3 separate regions of the Pan troglodytes genome follow, and all the other regions are linked to region 2. Evidence: chromatin contacts called from public HiChIP or PLAC-seq data. All regions are on one chromosome and are shown on one strand. Each heading gives the region's core, a stretch centred on a gene start, on an enhancer-like site or on the middle of the called end of the contact. The rest is flanking DNA. Distances are from core to core; before and after follow the strand shown.

Region 1 (4,524 bases), core at 740-3,239, 340 kb after region 2:
TAAGCCACACACTGCAAGTTAGCAGGAGGGCTGGGACATGAACCCAGCACTCTTGCTCTCTAGTGTTCAGGTGTTCTCAATAGTAACATTATTTCCATCTTTCCAAAGAAGTCACACCGCTGAGAAGCTGCAGGAGAAGAGCCATTCCTCCACATGGCGCTCCTAAATCACGGCAGAGAAGGGTAAGCAAGCTAACAAAAACCAGGGCACAAACCATACACCGACGGAGGTAGGATCCCCAGAAACCACGTTACTAAGAGAAGAGCAGGGATTTTCTTGGGGTCATAGCACTCCACCAAATCCCAGGTCCAGAATACAACTTCCACTACACTCTAGGCCTGTAAACTAAAGCAACTAGAAGCTCCTAGTGCCGTGCAATCTCAGAAATCATAAGGCCAAAGAACAAGATATTCAGTGGGGTTAATGAAGAAAGCCTCTTTCTGAGCCCATCGTGGGCCTCAATGTTCTTCCTGTAAAATGGGGCTATAGCGTAGCTTGTATTGCTGGTTTAGTCCTGAGGACTTAGGTTAAAGGCGAAAAAAACTCAGAGCCTGGTATCTAGTAGGTGCATAATAAATGATAAGATGTCCATTATCGCTGCTGCTGGTAGTGGTGGGGGAGTGCGAACTGTCAGTCTGGTTAGGTCCAGCCTAATTCCCGGTCTCCCTGCAAAGCCCCTGCGGGCTATGCCGGGATGCGAATGCGGGGGGGGGCGGGGGGGGGGTGGAGGGGAGCGGCGCGAAGGGAGGGTGGGGGAGGAATTTCTGGAAAACAAACTTCTGGGCCTTCAGACCACTTACTTAGCAGGGCGCAGCCTAATCCGCGCTTGGCTTCGGAAGCCGCGACCGGGGTTGTCCCCTCTCCCCCCAGCTTTGGCTGCCGCCGCTGCCGCGTACCGGGCGGCCCGCCAAGCCCCCAGAGCCCCTGCGCTCTCCCTCCAAAGCAGGAGTGCGGGGGACATGGGATGAGGTCAACTTTCACTGGCCAGTCCCAGGTGCCTACGCCCCGCGCTGGGGGACAGGAGCCGGGAGACACCCCAGGAAGGGTCCTCTGCCCGCCGGCCCCCACGAAGAGGAAGAGACTCCGCGGAAGGGGGCGGGGAGGAGGAGTGGTCTGGCCGCTCCGGCCGGGATTTGCCTGGACTTGAAGACGCTCAGGAGCCCAAAGCTCGGAGAGCCTCCAGAAGGCTTCTCCCTCATTGGCCAGGAGTCCGAGGGAGCCGAGGAAGGATCCGCGGCCCTTGTGGGGGGGGCGGTGAGGCAGAGGGGGAGAGGGAGGGAGGAGGGGGAGAGGGAGAAGGAGAAGGAGGGAGAGGGGAGACAGAGGGGGGGAGGGGTGCCGAGGGCCGCGGCTGCCAGTTGATGCAACCCGGGTCCCGGGTTACGCGCTCGGCTTTCCCTCCCCGAGCCCAGGACACACCGACTCAGCTCAGGACAGCCTGAGGCTCAGACGCGGTTCGGGGTTCCAGGGAAGAGGGGCGTCGCGCGGCCGCCGCTTACCTCTCCGGGGCCCGAGTCGCCGACGCCGCCCGGGGCGAACCGCAGGTAGTCCTTGAGCTCTGCGCGGCACTCGGAGTCCGCCACGATCATGGTGCGCGCCAGGACCCGGTCGCGGCTCGCCGACGACCCGTGCACCCGAGTGGGTTTCGGAGGGACGCCCGAAGGAAGCCGGGACTGGGCGCCGCCGGGGAGCTTCTAGAACCCCGGGGCGTCTCTCGGGGCTCCAGAACGCTCCGGAATCCGAGAACGGCCGCTTTGGTGCTGGACTCTTCCCCCAGTCGGGCTTCGGGAACGGCGAACGGCCTCGGGGGCCTGGGAAGGGCCGCAGCGCAGGGGTTTTCACGGCCTCGGAAGTCCGCAGGGGCCAGGGCTGCTCGCGGACCCAGCGCTCCTCAGCATCCCCGCCGCGGAACTGCCAGCGCTCGCCGGGCTCTGACACCAGCAGTTCAGCCCGCTGCGGTCCCCGGGGGAGGGCGGGGACACAAAAGCCCGGCGGTCCAGCCAATCAGAGGTCTGTTTCCCCGGGGAGGCGGGGGAAACTCCGCCCCCTGGAGTCACGGGCTCCGCCAATCAGCACCGGGGAGCGCCCGGAATTCTGGGAGTTGTAGTCCGCCTCGGGTGAATGCTGCAAACTTTTGCAAGACGGTTTAGTCAGATCCCTGGCAACACCAGACGGCAGTGACAGCCCGAAGAGTCATTAGGGTTGCGTGATGAAAAGGGACTTCACTGGGCTAGGCCAAACAGCCGAGTGTGAAATCTCCTAAATGAATTCTTCATCTTTTCAGTTCCTGGAGGGACTGGCTAGGGTTAAGAGAGGTTTGGCTCGCGTCCTATCCGGTGCTGCTAATTATAGAACTGAACCCCAGATATTTAGAGGTCAGAGGGCACAACCCTGCTCCCTCTGGCCTCGGGGAAGCTCCAAAGATGCGAGACACAGGGAATTCACCTTATTTGTGGAGCCTCAGGAAAAGCCTTCATTCCTTGAAATGTCATTGGTAACTTCGTGTGGAACCTCAATCCCTATTGCTGGAAGTTTTCTTCCTTCTGCTACCCGTCCTGGCTTCCACCCCTGCCACCCTCCTCGAAACTTTGTAACAAGGTGTTCTGCTGGATCTTTGCTCACCTCTCCCTCTGGCCTTCTCTGACTCCTCTTTCACCACCCACTTCCTAAAACGTGGGTGCTTCCCCAGTTTCTGTTTTTACCCCTCTTCCCTCCAGACACTCTCCCTGATCTCATCCACTTCCTGGCCTTCAACTCGCCTCTTGCCAGAAAGTTGCCTCTACCAACACCTCAGCACCTCCAAGCTAAATTCATTTTCTATTCATTTCAAACGGAGCCTCTTCCTTCACAGTTTTCCTTCAGAGCTCCTTTTTTTGTTTCCATTTTAAAGTTATTGTTTATTCTAGACAGGGAATCCTGCCAGGGGTGAGGGTGGATAAGACCCCCAAGTCCCCCTCTGAGACTTCTAAGTCTAAGCTTACAATTCCAAAGATGAAACCGACTTGGTTTCCTGCCTCCAGATTCTTGGGAAAAAGCGATTAATCTCACCCTCCCTTGAGCTCCCAAGGCACTTGAGCTGGATCTCTTTTCACATGTATCACATTCTACCTAGTTTTTTTTGTGTTTTTGTTTTTTGTTTTTTAATAAATAGAGACAGGGTCTCCATATGTTGCCCAGGCTGGTCTCAAACTCCTGAGCTCAAGCGATTCTCTCACCTCAGCCTCCCAAAGTGCTAGGATTATAGGCATGAGCCACCATGTCCAGCCACATTCTGCCTTGTATTGTAATTTTATATGTACATGTTTTATCTGACCCTTTTTTCTTTTTATTAGTATTGTTTTTTAGAGATGGGGTCTAGCTCTGTCACACAGACTGGAGTACAGTGGCGTGATCATAGCACGCTGCAGCTTCAAATTCCTGGGCTCAAGCAATATTCCCTCCTCAGCCCCCCAAATCAATCACTGGGGTTACAGGTGTGCACCACTGAGTCTGGCTTATCTGATCTTTTTAATTGTAAACTCCTTGAGGGCAGGGTCTACATCTTTTTTTTTTTTTTTTGAAACAGAGTCGCACTCTGTCGCCCAGGCTGGAGTGCAGTGGCCCGATCTTGGCTCACTGCAACCTCTGCCTCCCAGGTTCAAGCAATTCTCCTGCCTCAGCCTCCTGAGTAGCTGGGATTACAGGCAAGTGCCACCACGCCCGGCTAATTTTTGTATTTTTAGTGGAGACAGGGTTTCACCATGTTGGTTAGGCTGGTCTCGAACTCCTGACCTTGTGCTCTGCCCGCCTCGGCCTCCCAAAGTGCTGGCATTATAGGCGTGAGCCACCGCGCCTGGCTGGCAGGGTCTACATCTTGACATCCATCTCCTGCTCTATGTCACCTAGCAAAATGTCCTGACAATCATATGCCCTTGGTCACGGAATCTTCCTTTGCATTAACTTCCTCTCTAAACTACCCTGTGTCAGCTTCAGCTTTCATTTAAAAAATTTACTATGTGGCCAGGCGTGGTGGCTCATGCCTGTAATCCCAGCACTTTGGGAGGCCGAGGTGGGCGGATCACGAGGTCAGATCAAGACCATCCTGGCTAACATGGTGAAACCCCATCTCTACTAAAAATACAAAAAATTAGCCGGGCGTGGTGGCGGGTGCCTGTAGTCCCAGCTACTTGGGAGGCTGAGGCAGGAGAATGGCGTGAACCCAGGAGGCGGAGCTTGCAGTGAGCCGAGATCGTGCCACTGCACTCTAGCCTGGGTGACAGAGTGAGATTCCGTCTCAAAAAAAAAAAAAAAAAAAATTTACTATGTAATGTCAAAGTCCAGATCAAAAGGCTTCACTGGTATTTCATCAGCTACAGAATTAAGATCAAACTCCTTGGGTGGGCATGGTGGCTCACGCCTGTGATCCCAGCACTTTGGGAGGCCAAGGCAGGCAGATAACCTGAGGTCAGGAGTTCAAGATCATCCTGGCCAACATTGTGAAACCCCATCTCTACTAAATACACAAAAATTAGCCAAGAGTGGTGG
Region 2 (4,556 bases), core at 1,944-4,443:
GATGGAGATGAGTGTGCAGATGTTTATTAGGGGATATTCTTGAAATGGATACCTGTTTGGGGAAGAAAAGGAAGCAGGATTGGGCAAGGGGACAACTTGGCTATGATGTCACAACAGTGTCCTCAATGAAACCCACAGAGACTGATAAAGTTGGTTTTGACTTTCAGAGTTGTCCAGAGCTGGGGCAAGAGGGAAAGTCCTTTAAGGCCCCCCAGGAGATGAACTTTGGATACAAGCTTCCCTGAAGGGAGGGCCTTTCCCAGAGAGTGGGGCAAGCTGAAGTCCATCATCCAGTGGCACTCCAGCAGCTGGGGAGAGGGTTGATGGGTTCCCCAGCCAGAAAGGGGGATCTTGGTGGCTCATCACAGTGGCCACTGTGTGCCCAACATAGTTGCTACACATTCATGTTCATCCCAGCCTCCAACATCCATTTTTCAGCCCCTGGGCCTGGTCGGGGGGGCATTGGCCAGCAACCCTGGGTTTGACGTCACATATTAATCCCATGCCCAGAATCATTTTAGCCTGAGGACATAAGAAGCCTCCAAGCCAAGCTCCCCCTGGAATTCCCCGCACCTGCCTTTGCCCATGCATCAGCTTCCTGACGCTGGCTTCTCAGTGTCTGAGCCCAGGAATGCTGCCAGAGTGGCCACATCGCAGCCAAGAAAAAGGGAGTGGGAATGAGAGCTTTTGTCATTCAATTCACAGTGCGGCAGGCTCTGGGTGAGCACATCCTGTCCACTATCTCATTTGTGGTCACCACCTCCCTGCAAGGTGGGATCTTTTATGAGCCCCATCGATAGATAGGGACACTGAGGCTCAAGGACAGGAAGTTGCACATCTGGTCTCTCGGGCCTTTCTTTTCTTTTCTTTTCTTTTTTGAAACAGAGTCTCATTCTGTTGCCCAGGCTGGAGTGCAGTGGCGCAGTCTTGGCTCACTGCAATCTCTGCCTCCCGGGTTCAAGCAATTCTCCTGCCTTAGCCTCCGGAGTAACTGGGATTACAGGCATGCACCACCACGCCTGGCTAATTTTTGTATTTTTAGTAGAGACAGGGTTTCACCATGTTGGCCAGGCTGGTCTCGAACCCCTGACCTCAGGTGATCCACTGTCCTTGGCCTCCAAAAATGCTAGGATTACAGGCGTGAGCCACCATGCCTGGCCATCAGAACTTTCTTTTCTGTAGAAAGCCTCGACTCCAAAATCCAGGAAGCATGACTGTGTCAGGATACTGTTTATATGAACCCTTCTGTCATTTGTCCTCCAGAGAGATATTAACACTCCCCATCCCACCAGGTGGGCTAAGGCTGGGACTGCTTTAACCCTTCCTCTCCTAGAGTCAACACTGGCATGGGCCTGGGTGCTGCTTCCTGCTGGGGGACCTGGGGATTTGGGTCTTGTGGATGAGCCGGACACCCCCCCAGCCCTCTTCTAGCTTGATGTCCCCCTGCTGCAGGGCCTGCTGGATAGCATCAGCGAGGGTGTCAAAGGCCAGGTCCACATTGCAGTTGTTTTTAACCGAGGTCTCCACGAAGGCCATGCCCAGGGAGGCAGCTAGCTCCTCGGCCTCCTGGGCTGAGACACAGCGGGTGCTCTGCAGGTCACTCTTGTGGCCAACCAGCAGGAAGATGACCTTGTCCGGGCCCTGAGTGGCCATGACCTCCTGGTGCCAGTCTTGGATGTGTTCAAAGGACTTCCTGTTTGTCACATCAAAGACCAGCCGGACACCCACCACATTCCGGTAAAAGGACCTGGTGATGCACCTGGGGAGGCAGGGAGGTGGAAAGGTAAGCTGGGAGAGGCTGATGCCTCCATGACACCCCCAGAGGCAGGACCTCCTCCCGCTGGGATCCACAGAATGCCTCACACCCCAACAGTGCTCACTTCACACGGCCCCGTGGTTCTCTGCCTCGGTGTCTGTGTCTCTCCTAACAGTCTGGGTGCTGGCCGGGTGCGGTGGCTCACGCCTGTAATCCCAGCACTTTGGGAGGCCGAGGCGGGTGGATGTGGATCACGAGATCAGGAGATCCAGACCATCCTGACTAACACGGTGAAACCCCGTGTCTCTACTGAAAATACAAAAAAATTAGCCGGGCGTGGTGGCGGGCGCCTGTAGTCCCAGCTACTTGGGAGGCTGAGGCAGGAGAATGGCGTGAACCCAGGAGGCGGAGCTTGCAGTGAGCCGAGATCGCACCACTGCACCCCAGCCTGAGCGACAGAGAGAGACTCCGTCTCAAAAAAAAAAAAAAAAAAGAAAAGAAAAAAGTCTGGGTGCTCCAGTTAGGGAGCAAGCGTGACTTGAATCCCTCATTCCTGGAGAAGGCCTGGTGCTGCCCTGACCTAGGTCTTCGTTCCTCTGTTCTCTTCCTGGCAAACTCCTGCTGATCCTCTCTCCCTTCCACATCTCCTCGACACTTCCCGCTCTGTTCCCCTGAGCTCTCAGCACCCGGGGCCAGTATCACTCAGCATCTCTCCAGAGTCCAGAGCTCAAAGCCAGGGATGTTCCTGGTCTCTGGGACTCGACCCACCCCGCAGTGTTCGTGGGAAAAATGACTCCGAGCAGGGGAGGGTCTGGCCCCAGTGGACCGGGCGGGACCCAGGGCAGGGACCTCGCCCTCCGCCTGACCTCTGAGTTGGCCTCTCGGGAGTTGCCGTGGCCGAGCGCACGCTCACCGAGCCCCCTACCAGAAGTCCCTCCCGCGCCCCGGCTACCCGCACCTGAAGCGCTCGTGGCCCGCGGTGTCCCAGAGTTGCAGCTTGACCCGCGGCCCGGCCCGCAGCTGCAGCGCGCGGCGGTAGCACTCGGCGCCCACCGTGGGCTCGGGCTCGGGCTCCGGCTCCGGGGCGCCAGGCGCGCCTGCCACGTAGCTCCGCAGCAGCGACGTCTTGCCCACCGCCGCGTCCCCCAGCAGCGCGACCCGAAATTGGTAGCGGCAGCCCTCGGCCTCCATGGCCGCGTCCGCCACCCCGCCGCCCCGCGGCCGTTTTGTCCGCGCCCCGACCCCGCCCCTGCCCGGGGCCCCGCTGGCACCGCCCCCCGCTCCCCGCGCCCAGCCACCGTCCCCGGCGGGGCACCGAGGGCGTCGGACCGAGTGGAAACTCCTGGCCAAGTTTCTCTCTCTCGAAGCCTCAATTCTCTCCTCTGTAAAAGGGGGCTAATGATGACCCCTACTTCACAGGATAAAGGGACTAAACTAGATGAAGTGAGGAGGGGCATGGGGAGGAGACTAACAGCGCTGAAGCATCCACCTCACTCATTCCTTAATCTCCAGCCCCACCCCCTTACCCGCTCCACACCGCTCCCCCGCCCCCTCCCCCCCCACCCCCCCACCCCCCCCCCGCCTCCTCTGTGGGTTCCCTAGTTGGCGCCCAACCCTCTGCTGGACCCGGGAAGGCCACTCTGGAAGTGAGTGGTTAGTAGATGCTCCCTCTCCACCCAGAAGCCCTTTCCTGGAGCCCTCATTAGCCCTGGTCTGGGGCCTCTAGTTCAGTGTTCAGGTTCAACGTTCAACAGCCCCCACGGCTTCCTCTAATGCCTGTCTGAGTTGGACACCAGGGCCCCAGAAGGAACTTGGGCACAGTCTGGTTGAGGAGGCAGGACAGACACAGACAACTGCAATTCTAAAGGGAGTGCAGTTGGCCTGTGGATTTGACAACTAACATGTATGAGGCCAACGGTCAGTTCATGTTTTGTGGACAGCAACCCTTTGATAGTGCCATGGGAGTGCCCCTCTTAGAGCTGAGGAGACTGAGGCTCAGAGGCACGGCTTGTCTCAGGTCACACAGCAGAGTTGGGACTCACATCCAGGTTTGTCTCATCCTTCATCACCCCTTCGATGCCACAAAAGGGGACAAAGCAGGTCCCACGAGCACTAAGACACTGGTTGAGTTTTGCTTGGGTGAGGGGCTAGGGTGAGGCAGCACATGAGCCTCCAAGGTTTACTCCACCCTTTCCAGGCTGGCCTTCTGGAAACCCAGGGCACTGAGGCTGGAGTTCCAGTTGCTCCAGCCAACTCTAGTCTTTCTAGTCTCGTTTTTATTTATTTACTTATTTATTTTTGAGATGGAGTCTCACTCTGTCGCCCAGGCTAGAGTGCAGTGGCACAATCTCGGCTCACTGCAACCTCCACCTCCTGGGTCCAAGCCATCCTCCCAACTCAGCCTCCCAAGTAGCTGGGATTATAGGCACCTACCACCACGCCCAGCTAATTTTTGTATTTTTAGTAGAGACGGGGTTTCACCGTGTTAGCCAAGGTGGTCTCAAACTCCTGACCTCAAGTGATCCGCCCGCCTCCATCTCCCAAAATGCTGGGATGCTGGGATTACAGGTGTGAACCTGTACCACGCCTGGCCCACATGCACTTCTGACCATCTCTGATGTCAGTCTCTCTCCCAGGCTGCAGGCTCCTTGAGGGCAGGGGCTGATGATTGTATCCTCAGGGCCTAACTCAGTGCTTGGCATAAAGTAGAAACTCAAGGCGCAGTGGCTCACACCTGTGATCCCAGCACATTTGGAGGCTGAGGGTGGATCACTTCAGGTCAGGAGTTCGAGACCAGCCT
Region 3 (4,236 bases), core at 90-2,589, 370 kb after region 2:
TTGGCAGTTCAATTTAGGTTCCAAGAAGGGACTGGATTACAATGTTGGTTTGGTCACATTTAGGCCTCAGTTTTCCTTAACTACAAAATGTAGGGGCTCAATTAGATAGTCTCTAACGGCTGTACCTTGGCTCTCTATACGGTATGGCAGGTGTCATGGTGATAATTCTCAACAGAAGGCAGAAGTGAAAGGCCAAAGGACAAGCAAAAGCAAGATTAATTCCTCACTGCTCTCCAGAGTGGACAGAAGTCAGTTAAAGATAACTCAGGGCTGGCAAAGGGAGGCCCAGCCCACTCCATACTCCTAAGCAGGAGAGGGAAATCTACAGGTCTAGGCTGGGCTGAGTAGGGCAAAAGCCTTTAGAAGATGGTGTCCAACCATAAGTAGCTCCCATGACCAGCTCCCATCATCCTCACCCTTGCGGAGTCAGGGGTCTAGAAACACCTGAGAAGCCTGAATGCATGCAGGCTTGCAAAGCTAAGGCGTGCTGGCGAGGAAGGAGAGCGTAGAGGGGGTGACAGGTGGGTAAGGGCCGAGGGAGTCAGGCTGGGAGGCAAACGTTGGACGGTCGGATCTAGACACTGTGCGAAGAATCTGGGGGTGTTTCGCACGACCTGAGGAGAACTCCACGCGGGAGATGGTAATGATGAAGGAGGAGTTGAGCCGTGGGTTGTTTTGGAGACCCGCCGGTGGAAATGGTTTGGGGGCCTGAAACTGTTGTGCAGGGAACTGGGAGTGCCCTATACGTGGCAACGGTCGGGACATCAAGGGTTAGGGTATACTGGATTGGGGCCCGGGAGTTCTGTTGGGGGATGGGGCGCCCAAGGCACCAGGTAGGAACGGGTGGGGCGATTGGCAGTTTAAGGATTGGAAGGCCCTTGGGAGATCTAGGGCTGGACTTGGGACCCGGTGAGCCTCACCGGAAATATCGTTCCTCTTCAGCCTGCTCTCTCTTTCCGAAGGCCCCACCGGCTTCCCGGATGGAGCCCGCGCCCCGGTCGACATTCTCGGACTGCAGAGAGACAGGGACACTGGTAAAGGTACGGAAGCAAAGATGGGATCCGCCCGCGGGGCTGGAGCAGCGGACACTGCCGCAGCGTACCTGATCCGAGCCGAAGCCTCGGGCTTGCATGGTCCTCACGCCCCACACGCCAAGCCACGTCCGCGCCGCCAACGCCGTCACTGCCATTGCTGCTGGAGCTGCACCTCTGGCGTCTCTGCCGCAGCAAGCAGTCTCTCGTTACGCGCTAATGGCAGGGACGGCCAAGCACTCAATCTGGTCGACGCAGGGGCGGATGAACACAGGAATAGCGAATCACGGGAGAGCGGAGGCGGGCTTCCCGGAGCTCACAGCGAATCCCGAGCAAGAGACGGGTTTATTCTTAGCCAACCGCTAGCAAGGGCTTAGGGCCAAAGGACTGGAAAGAGGAATGATGGAGGAGTTTGGAGAGCTGAGTGAGGAGAGTGACGGAAGCCGAAATTTCGGCTCTTGGACCCATCAGAATGAGGCGTGGCGTCCACCTCCAGCCCACGATTTCAATTCTAAAGTCGTTATTATTCAAAGCTCAAAGGAAGTTTTCCCTTCCCTGGCCTGCTAGCATCAATAAAATGGGGGAATTCGGGGTTTGGGAGCTGTGTCCAGGATGCTGATGTCCAGGATACCGACGTCCAATGTGCCCTGGCTTAGATATACATAAATCGCGCTCATTTGTTATGAGAAGTGGCAGTGTTCTGGCTGGGCGCGGTGGCTCACGCCTGTAATCCCAACACTTTGGGAGGCCGAAGTGGGTGGATCACCTGAGGTCCGGAGTTCGAGACCAGCCTGGCCAACATGGAGAAACCCCGTCTCTACTAAAAATACAAAAATCAGCCGGGTGTGGTGGCACGCGACTGTAATCGCAGCTACTCAGGAGGCCGAGACAGGAGAATTGGCTTGAACCCGGGAGGCGGAGGTTGCAGTGAGCCGAGATTGCGCAACTGCACTCCAGCCTGGTGACAAAGCGAGACTCCGTCTCAAAACAAACAAAAAAAAGAAAACCCAAATTATAACTTGACCACCTCAGGCACAGTTTCCTAGGACCTCTTGAGGCTGTGTTTCCCCAAGCTATGGTCACTCATCTTGGCTCAGAATAAACCTTTTAAAAATATTTTAGTTTGTTTTTTTCGTTAGCAACATATTGTTGAATGGGCTTAATAACTGCACTTTTGGCAATGTGGTGCAATGCAGTAGAAAAGAGCAGGCCAGGTGCGGTGGCTCACACCTGTAATCCCAGCACTTTGGGAGGCCGAGGCGGGCAGATCACCTGAGGTTGGGAATTCGAGACCAGCCTGACCAACATGGAGAAACGCCATCTCTACTAAAAAAAAATATGAAAAATTAGCTGGGCATGGTGGCGCATATCTGTAATCCCAGCTACTCGGGAGGCTGAGGCAGGAGAATCGCTTGAACCTGAGAGGCAGGGGGTGCAGTGAGCTGAGATCACGCCACTGCACTCCAGCCTGGTCAACAAGAGAGAAACTGTCTCAAAAATAAATAAATAAAAATAAAAAATAAATTAGCTAGGCGTGGTGGCACATGCCTGTAATCCCAGCTACTTGGGAGGCTGAGGCAGGAGAATGCTTGAACCCGGGAGGCTGAGGTTGCGGTGAGCTGAGATCACGCTATTGCACTGCAGCCTGGGTAACAAGAGCGAAACTCTGTCTCAAAAAAAAAAAAAAAGGATAATTAGGAGTCTAGGGAAAGCTTGACCTTAACCTCCCTTCATCCATATAATGAATATGAACAAGACAACAGTAGTCTTTACTCTCATGAAGTTTATAGCTCTTCTCTAACTCATTTTCTCTTCTCTGTTTCTTCTTTTTTAGATGAGAGAATTGGGCCAGATTATCTACCTGATTGATGATTATAAAAATACCTTCTTTGGGGCTGGGCGTGGTGTCTCACACCTGTAATCCCAGCACTTCGGGAGGCCGAGGCGGATGGATCATGAGGTCAGGAGTTCGAAATCAGCCTGACTAACTCCGTCTCTACTAAAAATACAAAAATCAGCCGGGCGTGGTGACATGCGCCTGTAATCTCAGCTACTCAGGAGGTTGAGGCAGGAGAATCGCTTGAACCTGGGAGGCGGCGGTTGCAGTGAGCCAAGATCATGCCACTGCACTCCAGCCTGGGCAACAGAGCAAGCCTCTGCCTCAAAAAAAACAAAACAAACAAACAAACAAAAAAAACCTTCTTTGTTTTCTATGAAATAGTAAAACTGGCTTTATTGATCATATTTTAGTTGAGAAAATAGCAGCCCTGCCTGGTATTTTGTTTAATTCCATTTATGTGAAATACGTATTCACATATTGTTTAACTCCATTTATGTGAAATATCCAGAATAGGTAAATCCATATAGATAGAACACAGATTGCTTGTTTTCAGGGACTGGGGAGAGGGGGCGAATAGGGAGTAACTGCTTAATAGGTACTAGGTCTCCTCGGCCAGGCGCGGTGGCTCACGCCTGTAATCCCAGCACTTTGGGAGGCCAAGGCGAGCGGATTACGACGTCAGGAGATCGTAGACCATCCTGGCCAACATGGTGAAAATCCGTCTTTACTAAAAATATAAAAATTAGCGGGGCATGGTGGTGTTTGTCTGTAATCTCAGCTACTCGGGAGGCTAAGGCAGGAGAATTTCTGGAACCGGGGAGGTGCCACTGCACTCCAGCCTGGGTGACAGAGTGAGACTCCGTCTAAAAAAAAAAAAGTAGATACTAAGTCTCCTTTTGAGGTGATGAAACTATTTTGGAACCAGATAGACATGGTGGTTGCAGAACATTGTGAATGTTCTGAAGACCGCTGAGCTGGTCCGGCGCGGTGGCTCATGCCTGTAATTCCTGTACTTCGGGAGGCCTGGGCAACATGGCAAGACCCCGTCTCCACAAAAGTACATAAAATTAGCCGGGCATGGTGGCGCGCGCCTGCAGTCCCAGCTACTCGGGAGGCTGAAGTGAGAGGATCGCTTGAGCTTGGGAGGTCGAGGCTGCAGTGAGCTGTGATTGCACCACTCGACTCCAGCCTGGACGACAGAGATCCTGTCTCAAAAATAAATAAATAAATAAACCCACTGAATTATTCACTTTTTCTTTTATTCTTCTTATTATTTTTTACCTAACAATAACTTAAGCACATTATTTACTTTAAAGTGGTTAATTATATGTTATGTGTAATTCGTTTAAATTTTAAAAAGCCCAC

The links. HiChIP or PLAC-seq counts read pairs in DNA pulled down with a chosen protein or histone mark.
Region 1: a contact with region 2 is called in an H3K4me3 HiChIP or PLAC-seq map of stem cell-derived excitatory neurons, with 4 times the contacts expected there. The contact joins the promoter of SESN2 here to the promoter of RAB42 in region 2. A contact is called at or near these places in 1 of 1 datasets of contacts at active chromatin or transcription factors (stem cell-derived excitatory neurons) and 1 of 1 other capture datasets (stem cell-derived neural stem cells).
Region 3: a contact with region 2 is called in an H3K4me3 HiChIP or PLAC-seq map of stem cell-derived excitatory neurons, with 5 times the contacts expected there. The contact joins the promoter of ATP5IF1 here to the promoter of RAB42 in region 2. A contact is called at or near these places in 1 of 1 datasets of contacts at active chromatin or transcription factors (stem cell-derived excitatory neurons) and 1 of 1 other capture datasets (stem cell-derived neural stem cells).

Annotation. Positions count from the first base shown.
Region 1 is chr1:202,733,420-202,737,943 of NHGRI_mPanTro3-v2.0_pri, forward strand. It overlaps SESN2 (sestrin 2), which reads right to left and starts at 1,990. Exons shown (of 10, transcript XM_016957397.4): 1 at 1,500-1,990. The coding sequence starts at 1,589.
Region 2 is chr1:202,387,394-202,391,949 of NHGRI_mPanTro3-v2.0_pri, forward strand. RAB42 (RAB42, member RAS oncogene family) reads right to left here and starts at 3,194. Exons shown (of 2, transcript XM_054664758.2): 1 at 2,715-3,194. The coding sequence starts at 2,947.
Region 3 is chr1:202,757,147-202,761,382 of NHGRI_mPanTro3-v2.0_pri, forward strand. ATP5IF1 (ATP synthase inhibitory factor subunit 1) reads right to left here and starts at 1,340. Exons shown (of 3, transcript XM_003338984.7): 1 at 1,103-1,340; 2 at 921-1,012. The coding sequence starts at 1,189. It overlaps DNAJC8 (DnaJ heat shock protein family (Hsp40) member C8), which reads left to right and starts at 858. Exons shown (of 11, transcript NM_001279783.1): 1 at 858-1,040; 2 at 2,866-2,991; 3 at 4,232-4,236.